Linked DNA regions of Mus musculus: region 2 is linked to region 1. Evidence: chromatin contacts called from public HiChIP or PLAC-seq data. All regions are on one chromosome and are shown on one strand. Each heading gives the region's core, a stretch centred on a gene start, on an enhancer-like site or on the middle of the called end of the contact. The rest is flanking DNA. Distances are from core to core; before and after follow the strand shown.

Region 1 (4,914 bases), core at 1,649-4,148:
GTAGTACAAGCAATTTAAGCTTATCCCTGACTAGCTTACAAATAAATGAGACTCAGACTATGTTTATTTTATTTGGCTTTGATAATGACTGGGGATAACCCCTAATCCCTATTGGGGTTTCTACCCTGTCTTTGACCATTTAGTTCCCAGATAAAAGACACACAACTTTTATTATTTACAATTATCAGCACAAGAGCTGGGTAGATATCTACTCTCTATGCTATTAGAACCAACTTTCCTATCAATAACCCTGAGTAATTACTTACTATGTTTCATGTGGGCTGCTCTTAACTCCAACTCATGACTCACCTAACCCATGGCCGCTTCTTCTCCACTCCTTCTCTCTTTCTTTTTTTTTTTTTTTCCATTTTTTATTAGGTATTTAGCTCATTTACATTTCCAATGCTATACCAAAAGTCCCCCATACCCACCCACCCCCACTCCCCTCCTTCTCTCTTTCTTGTGGTTCCCTCCGACCCCCTCCCCCAAGCCTGGGAACCCTAAAACCCACCTAAGTGTCTTCTGCCCAGCTATTGGCTGTCGGTATCTTTATTTACCAATCAGAAATAACTTGGGGCCAGGGTCACATAGTTGCAGTCTCTGGGTTAACCAGGTCTTGGGGCCCACACTTAGCATTATTATTATTATTATTATTTTTTGGTTGTTGTTGTTTTTCGAGACAGGGTTTCTCTGTGTAGCCCTGGCAGTCCTGGAACTCACTCTGTGGACTAGGCTGGCCTCGAACTCAGAAATCCGCCTGCTTCTGCCTCCCAAGTGCTGGGATTAAAGGCATGCGTCACCACTACTTGGCTCTTGTTTTATGCCTGTTGAGATTTGGTCTTTTGCTGTGTATTATAATGCATGCCTTTAATCCCAGCACTTGGGAGGCAGAAGCAGGCAGATTTCTGAGTTCGAGGCCAGCCTAGTCCACAGAGTGAGTTCCTGGACAGACAGGGCTACACAGAGAAACCCTGTCTCAAAAAACAAAACAAAACAAAACAAAACAAAACAAAACAAAACAAATAAAACAAGGTTACTGGCGGTTCTACACTGTGGTTGTATCCCACTACTTGACTGAAAAGATTTTCCAGATTAAGTGCTTTCTTCTGCAGTGTTTAGGGTCCTTTGAGAGCCCATCTTCTTGTGCAAGTTGAGGTCATGGATTTGTTTTGTTTTGTCTTCCTATTTGTATTCCTCTTACCTTGTTGTTCTGCCTACTAATTCTGAATCAACCACCTGCTGTAACCAGACAAGGATTCTAGTGTGGGGATTGGGACAAGAACACAGCCACAAACCTTCAGCCTACAATTTGTCCTGCCTGCACAGTGTGCAGGTGGTGCATGCAGAACTTATGGGAATAGCCAACCAATGACAGCTGGAACTTGAGACCCCTGCCACAAGAGGGAGCCCACCCCTGGCACTGCCTGGATGGCAGGAAGCAGAGGCAGGAGAGCCCAGAGACCTGGGATACAGCCAAACACAAGCAAGCAAGCAAGAAAAAAAAAAAAAGTCAATGAAATGATTCCTAATGATACTCTGCTATATGCATAGACTGGAGTCTAGCATAATCCTCACGAGAGAGGCAGCATCCAACAACTGCTAAGAGCAGATGCAGAGACCCACAGCCAAACATTAGGTGGAGCTTGGGGAATCACAAGGAAGAGAGGAAGGATTGCAGAGGTCAGAGAGATCAAGGGCATCACAAGAACACAGCCCACAGAATCAACTGAGCAGGACTCACGGGGACTCACAGAGACTGAAGTGACAATCACAGACCCTGCATGGTCTATGCTAGTTCCTCTACATATATGCTATGGTTGTGTAGCTTGCTGTTCTTGTGGGACTCCTAACAATGGGAGTGGGGTTGTCTTTGACTCTTGCCTGCTCTTGGGACCCTTTTCCTCCTACTGGGTTACCTCATCCAGTCTTGATATGAGGGTTTGTGCCCAGTTGTATAATAACTTGTTATGCCATGTTGAGTTGATATCCCTGGGAGGCCTGCTCTTTTCTGAAGGGAAATGGAGAAAGAGTGGATCTGGAGGGTGGGGGGAGGGCTGGGAAGAGAAGAGAGAGGGGAAACAGTGGTCAGAATGTAAAATATAAGAGAAGAATAAATTAGTTAAAGAAAGAAAAGAAGAGAAGAGAAAAGAAAAGAAAGAACTCAGCCATTATATTGAAAAACAGCAGATAGAGTAAATAGCCTGTTTTGTTAATAATTTTAGAAGACACACTTGCAATTTTTCCCCATTTAGTATGATGTCGGCTGAAGGTTTGATTCCTCAGTGATGACAGTAGAAAGATGATTTATTTATTACATGTGCACATACCTGGTTCTGGTATGGGAGTGATGGGCCTCTGAAGGGAGTCTGAGCTAAAGTGTGGTGATGGGAGATGGAGCTTCACTGAGAGAGCAGCTCTGTCCACACCCCTGCCTCAGTGGCCTTTATTTCTGCCCTGCGCGGCCTGTTCTGGTACATGGGCTTCTTAGCTTATCTTGCCTCTGTCTCACTGTGTTCCTGGGTCTGGTGTGCACACTTGATTTTCCCATCTGTCTCTTTGCAGACGTTTCTACGTGTAAGGACTAGAATAGAACAGGTTTCTGTAGCCGCTCGCAGCTACACGAACCAGGTTCCTGATAGCGAGGCTGGGGCTGCATGGGAGAAAATGGGGAGAGAAATAATGAGACCAAGACAAGGATACTGATCAAGGCCCAAAGTTTACTTGAGAGTCTGAGCTTATAAAGTGTGTGGGGGGGGGATCCCATCCCCCACCACGCCAGGATCTCATATCATCAGGATAGTGTCAGGAGAACAGGTTCAGCCTCTCAGCAGGTAGCGGAGTCCCGGAGAAAATGGCAGAGGTGGCAGACCTATCTAAATTGGAAGACTCCACCCTAGGTGGTCTCGTTCTCAATGGTGGAACAGGTCTGAACCAGCCTGCTCAAGGCTGGGGTAGGCTACAGGTTTCTTAGAGTTTATCTGGTACAGTTGACCTCAGGTCTGTAAGTTTATAGTTTAAAGTTTTCTTTTCTTTTTCTTTTTTTGTTTTTTGTTTTTCAAGACAGGGTTTCTCTGTATAGCCCTGGCTGTCCTGGAACTCACTCTGTAGATCAGGCTGGCCTCGAACTCATAAATCCGCCTGTCTCTGCCTCCCAAGTGCTGGGATTAAAGGCGTGAGCCACCACCACCCAGCTATTAAAGTTTTCTGTTGCTTCTTTAGATGTATTTAGCTTCCTTTGTGTGGGGTTGTCAGTCATACACACATTATGCTGCTTGGTGGGTCTGACACGTTCTTTCTGTGCCTATTTGAATGGTTTATATTGCTGGGTCTTCAAATCACCGATCTCTTGTTTTTCCATGTTTATCTGCTGTTAACTCACCTAGCATACTGGTTAAAAATTTTTATATCTATATTTTCATTGTACAAATGTTTTGCCCACATGCATTTTTACCACATGTGTACCTGGTCCCTGTGGAGATCAGACGAGGGCATCAAATCTCCTGGAACAGGAGTTACAGGTGCCTGTGAGCACCAATATGGGTGCTGGGAATTGAACCCTGGTCTTCTGCAAGAGCAACCAGTGCTCTTAGCCTCTGACCCATCTTTCCAGCCCCTGTACCTTTTTTTTTTTTTTTTCATTTCAGATATTTTTCCTCTGAAGGACTCAGAGTCTTTTTATTCTCCCTGTTCCTTCCTTGTACTCGCATAACTTCTTTTTTTTTTTTTTTTTGGTTTTTCGAGACAGGGTTTCTCTGCATAGCCCTGGCTGTCCTGGAGCTCACTTTGTAGACCAGGCTGGCCTTGAACTCAGAAATCCGCCTGCCTCTGTCTCCCGAGTGCTGGGATTAAAGGCGTGAGCCACCACGCCCGGTCTCGCATAACTTCTTGACTGTATGAAGTGTAGTTACAGTCCCTGGCTATGCCTTTATTGGCCACTTCCTTTAACACTTGTTTCTGGATCAGCTTTCTGTGAGGTTTGTTGTTGTTGTTTTTTTGTTTTCTTTTTTTTTAAATTTTACTTGCTACTTTTAAAAATATTTATTTATTATTTATATGAGTACACTGTAGTTGTCTTCAGACACACTCCAGAAGGATGCATGGGATCCCATTACAGATGGTTGTGAGCCACCATGTAGTTGCTGGGAATTGAACTCAGGACCTCTGGGAGAGCAGCCAGGGCTCTTAACCACTAAACCATCTCTCCAGCTCGAGGTGTTTTTTTTTTTTTTTTTTTTTTTAAAGTATTTTATGATTCTTGGTTGTGTCTTCTGAAAATTTATAATAGTGACTCCTAGTGACCTTTCAGCTTTGAATGCTCCCTGCCAGGGAAAGGCTGGGCACACAAGCCTTTCTCCCTTGCTGATGCTAATCTTTATCAAGGATGGTTCTGTGTGCTTTGCTGGTACTGCCCTCTGATTCAGCCTGGCACAAGGGATTAAGGATTACCTTAGGCAATGTCTTGGTAAGTTCAGTGTTTTGGAAAACCAGATCTTAGTCTGTAAGAACTAGCCTGCTAAAGGTGTAAGAGGCTGGAAAACCAAACAGAGGCAGATGGATTCAGGATTGTGCAAAGTCTTATTTACTATTTCATTTAATTGAGATAGGGTCTGGATTTGGAGCTATGGCTGGCCTGATACTCACTATGCAGCCCAGGCTGGCCTCAAACTTGAGGCAATCCTTCTATGTCACCCCCTTAGGTGCTGGGATTATAGGTTTGTACCACCATATCCAACTTACAAAGTCCAGTTTATCAGGGACTTTAAGTAGAAGTATATCCTGGATATTGGAAAGACCAGTGTCCCCACATCCTAAGGCAAGGAGAGGAGCATATATACCAATCTAGACAAAGGAGCTGCAGTCAACTAAAATGCCTTCAGCTTTTCTCCATTCTTGATAGAGTCAAAGCCCAGTTAA
Region 2 (4,914 bases), core at 1,144-3,643, 55 kb after region 1:
GGTTCTGGGCACCCTGCAGAAGCTTCTTAGTTGAGCTTTCAAGAGGAGGAAAAAAAATCACCCGGAACCACTCAAGCGAGCAAGGGGTGAAAACACATGAGCTGTGAACTTCTACTTCAAAAAGATCACCCACCTTCCCTACAGATCTGTAACTGTCCGTACTAGAGCTCTGCTCATAATGGTAACTCACAGGCAAGCAGTGTTCTAAGTTGTGAGATATGCTGGCTGTTTTTCTGCAATTCTTGTTGGGTTTCAGTCCCTGGCACAAGAGACTGAGGTACATATTTTACACACTAAAGCAGACCTGGCCTCTAGATTCTCTCAGTATCTCACTCCCTACCTGGCATACCCTGCCCCTAATCCTAAACTTTCCAGCCCAGGGGCTGGGCTGCCCTTCCTCTAGACGTTCCTTCTTATATAATCTAGACATTTTGATGTGTGTCTCGCTCTGTCTCTTTCTCTGCCCCCTACACACACACACACCCCTTCCCAAGGCAACTTTCCTGGCCTTGGTCCTTGGGGTCAGTGAACTCGAGAGAGCAGCTTCCCAATAGACCTGCCTTTACTATAATCTAATCTGGTTTATCTCACTGGCTGTGGAGATATAACCTATCAATTACAAATGTCAGACCATCTCCAATTTACAGAAGACACAGGTGAGAGCTAGTTACATGGAGTGCCACTTCCTGTCTGGCCTTCTAGTTGTATCCTACCTTGACAAGTTTATTATAGATGGCAAGCATGAACTTAGGAGCATCAGCAAAGACAGAAATCAGGGAAGCTCTGGAGAAACAATGAGTCAAACAACCAATTGACCAATCAACCAACAGCACGGGGTTCTTGATAGCTGATACTTCCCAGAAGGAACACAAGGAAGCAGGCTGAAATCTTTAATGAAGTGGCAATCTCTCCAATAGGAAATGGATACTATGTATGTATTTTCTCCACCTAAGACCCAGGGAGAATTAGTGCCACCACAGCAGCAGGCAAAGTCGGTGAAAAGGAGCACCAATGTTGCAAATAAAAAACTTGAGCTAGACTCCAGAGTCAACTTTGGGAACAGACTGAGCAAACCAGCCAAGGTTGAGAAGGTGTTTGCAGAACATGATGCAAAGATACACAAGAAATCAGAGAAGATACGGATCCACTGTTAAGTAAAACCAGCTTCTCTGTAGATAGAAATCACAAGAGATGTCTTCTACACAGAGCTCTTTTTTTTTTTAGTATTCTCCGTGGCACTGGGGACCAATTCAGGGCCTATGCAAGCCAAGCACAAACTGCCTTTGGGGGCTCTTTTTTTGTTGTTTTGGTTTGAGACATACTCAAATGTTGGAAAAGATACTATGGGTAAATCAGTTTTGCTACTAGAGGACACATATACAGACAAAAGTATTTTGAGCACCAGGCACTGTGGCACACTTTAATCCTACCACTCTGGGGAGCAGAGGCAGATGAATCTCTGTGAGTTTGTGACCACCCTGGCCAGGCGGAACATATATGGTGAAACCCTGTCACCCTCCCCACACCCAATAAAAAACTGAGGTGAAGTTTGGCAGATTAGCTAATACAGAAATAAAAGGGCAAATTCTGAAACCGAAAACATGTTCCTAAAGATTTAAGCAATCGCTCACTCAAATCTGTTAAACACTGTAACGATATTTGTGGCCAAGAGAACATTTAGTGGAGGATGAGAGCGACAAAACTTCGGAAAGCCATTGGGAAGCTATGTTTATGCGAAACATAAATGTAATGAATGCCAGAAGCTTTAATATTCTTTCGCAGTTAATTCTTGACTTGAGCCCTTTTATGTAAAAATAGCTGTAAATACGTATAATTTAAGTGTATGTAACGCTAACATCTTCACTGTTACATGAGTGCGGGGTGGGAAAGTATAGATTAAGGTTATTCTCTCTCCTTTCCTTTCTCTTTCAATTCCAGGGATCAAACACGCGGAGTTCACTGGCTCCCTGAAGTCCTGGGTAACCGTTGGTTTTGCTCACCGTAGTTACCCCAGGGCTTGACTTCTGCGAGAGCTGAGCTTGTGAACAGCCGCGTGCAACGAACTTGTCAACCCAAGCGCGGGAGCGTCTGCAATCAGGACTACCAGGGACTGACGAGAGCAGGCTGTGGCTGCCCGTGACTCGGCTCCCCAAAAGCGACCACAAGGTCCTACTCCCCGCCCCACTTAGCAGCTCCGGCGCAGTGCGGCCTCCCGCCGGTCTAAGAGTGTGCACACAGCCTCAGACGCCGCCTCTGCGCTCTCGTGCCGCGCTCACCTCGCCGAACTCCAGCCAGCGCGGGGGCCCGCAGTACAGTCTGCAGCCCGCGGCCCCACAGCAACACAGCTCGCAGCTCGCACGCCATGCTTCCTTTCCCAAGTGTGGCTAACAGCCTAACAGAGTGATGAGGGGGCCTTCCGCGGGGGCGGCTCAGTGACGTCATGGCGCGCGACGGGCTGTCCAAGGCGTTGCCTGTGCGAGAACGGGAACGCAGCAAACCGCAGCGCGGGGGCCCTGAAGACTGTACTTTTTGACCTTGGATCTCAGTGACAAGGTCGCTGATCCCTTGCATTGTGCGTGTGAGGGTTATAGTGTCCCCGGCCCGCGGTGCTGGCGGTCCCTAGGCGGGAGCATCCCATTCTCGAGATGGCACTACCCAGCTGGAGTGTGGATCCACTGAAAAACTCTTACAGCAATGCCAAAACCTACACTTTGACAAATTTTAGGTTTGACTGTTATTCGCCAAAACGTGAGCTCAGTAACCAACACCTTTGGACTTACCCGTTTATTGTGACTTTCTCCCTACTGGAAGCTTGTTTGGGGATCCAGGCCACAAACCTTGTCTCTAAAGTTTTTTTTTTTTTTTTTTTTTTTGTTTTTTTGTTTTTTTGTTTTTGTTTTTCGAGACAGGGTTTCTCTGTATAGCCCTGGCTGTCCTGGAACTCACTTTGTAGACCAGGCTGGCCTCGAACTCAGAAATCCACCTGCCTCTGCCTCCCAAGTGCTGGGATTAAAGGCTTGCACCACCACGCCCGGCCCTCTAAAGTTTAATCCAAACTCCAGCCGCCTCCAGAGCAGGTCGCTTGTCCCGGTCCTAACCTCAGAGTAAGGCCCAGCGAGGACCTTTCTGACAGGTTCTCGCTTGATTCTGACACACACCAGATACATTTTCCTATGATCAGATTTTACTAAAACATTAGAGCGATTATCTAGCTTGTTAGCAGACACTAGTAGCAAGAGCAGTTAATTCCTGGATCCAGAATAGACTTGAAGTTTTGGTATAGGGAATGTTTAGTTACTGTTCTAGGTTGACAAGGATTGCTCCCACATTGACTTTATAGATGGAAAATAGATAAGAATGGGCAGATATGAGGCCAAACTTTAATACAGGCTCTGTATTTAAAGTGCCTGTTGCCCTGATAACCCCAAGAAATTGACAGAGCACTGTGTGCCTGTGATCTCAGTGCTGGGGAGACAGAAACAAGAGAATCCTTGGGTTTTGCTAGCCAACCAATCTGATTCTGATGTCCCATGTTCAGTAAAAGGCCATGTTTCAATATAAGGTGGAGAGAGCACCTGAACACCTCACAATTCCTACCCCTAACCCCCAGCCAGTTCTGCTCCTGCTGGGCCCACATCCTCCACAACCAGCCCCACCCCTGCTCCCTAGTGTCTTTTTCCATGGTCACCCTTAGATCCTCACAGTTCTAGCTTCTGCCCCCAGGTTCTGTATTACCTCCTCTAATCTGCCTGAGTCCCAGTCATCACACAGAATAGCTTCTCTTGATACTAATCCTCGAGGTTTCATTCTTTTAATTCTCCATTCTGGAATCATCTCTTCAGTCAGAAATGACATACTCAGCCGGGCGTGGTGGTGCAACACCTTTAATCCCAGCACTCGGGAGGCAGAGGCAGGCAGATTTCTGAGTTCGAGGCCAGCCTGGTCTACAAAGTGAGTTCCAGGACAGCCAAGGCTATACAGAGAAACCCTGTCTCGGAAAAAACAAACAAACAAACAAACAAACAAACAAACCAGAAATGACATACTCATCTGTAGAACTCTTCTGTAGATATGGCTTGAGAATATTAAGAAAGGAGAAGTGACATTTAGTAAAGGAAGGGGAATCTGGGCTTTAGTTAAGAATGGGGATGTAGGTTCTGCCCAGTATAAACTTCTTACATTCCAGGGAAACCAACTCTATCTAGGCCCACCTGTGGCCCACCAGGAAACCAGTTTGGAACCCATGCATTACCAAGGGAAATGACATCCCACAAAATTCCAAGGGCCATTTACACTCTAGCACAAACTGTAGTGGTTGCCTAACAGTGGTCCACTTCAGATACCTCTTAACATCTGACCCTTGATCTGCCTGGTTCCACTTCTCAGATTGAAACTTGTAATACTTCCTTCAATGTTCACTCCAGGAGTGAGTGTGGAAAGTTAAAAGTTATCTTGTTAGTGGCCCACACTTGTGCCAAGGACTGAGAAGTTCTGGGCAATGTTTGAGATAATAAAGGAATCTTGGCAGCAAGAGGGAAAAATACCCACAAGAGATGACAGGAACTGTCAGTCACGCCTCCCCCCTCCCCCCTGTCCCCACTGGTTGCATTCAGTGGACTTTCACAGATCTGTGTGCCCAGATTCTCACTGTAACTTGGAACGTTCCATATCCTTCAAGGAGCCTCTCTCCCTAATTCCATAGATAAACCTACACATACTGAAAATGTAAGTTTCCTTGTGGCAAGAGCCACAGAATACAAGATGAAATACCTAAAGGCCATTTCAGTTTCCAAGCCTCTAGTAATGTATAATTTTTTGAATTTTGTAGAGTGGACAAAGTGTAGTCTGCTTGGCTCAATTCTGTGGATAGCTAGGCTTACTTGACTCCCTCTGAATTTTTGTTTAGTGAAAAGT

What was found. HiChIP or PLAC-seq counts read pairs in DNA pulled down with a chosen protein or histone mark.
Region 2: a contact with region 1 is called in an H3K4me3 HiChIP or PLAC-seq map of embryonic stem cells, with 4 times the contacts expected there. The contact joins the promoter of Trap1 here to the enhancer-like site in region 1. A contact is called at or near these places in 10 of 39 promoter capture datasets (HPC-7-derived erythroid cells, cranial neural crest, embryonic stem cells and 5 more), 1 of 15 datasets of contacts at CTCF or cohesin (CD8 T cells), 4 of 484 Hi-C or Micro-C datasets (embryonic stem cells and stem cell-derived cardiac mesoderm), 7 of 115 datasets of contacts at active chromatin or transcription factors (the SCID.adh cell line, embryonic stem cells, extraembryonic endoderm stem cells and 2 more) and 3 of 9 other capture datasets (adipose tissue, liver and pancreatic islet).

The regions. Positions count from the first base shown.
Region 1 is chr16:4,020,048-4,024,961 of GRCm38.p6, forward strand. No RefSeq gene overlaps it. Among named protein-coding and RNA genes, the nearest start is that of Dnase1, 15 kb to the right of the region's middle. Within about 2 kb of position 2,899, at least 3 of the 459 cell types and tissues checked have an H3K27ac peak or open chromatin away from gene starts, as enhancers often do. A contact at or near this core is called in embryonic stem cells, where this site is marked.
Region 2 is chr16:4,075,417-4,080,330 of GRCm38.p6, forward strand. It overlaps Trap1 (TNF receptor-associated protein 1), which reads right to left and starts at 2,394. Exons shown (of 18, transcript NM_026508.2): 1 at 2,277-2,394. The coding sequence starts at 2,364.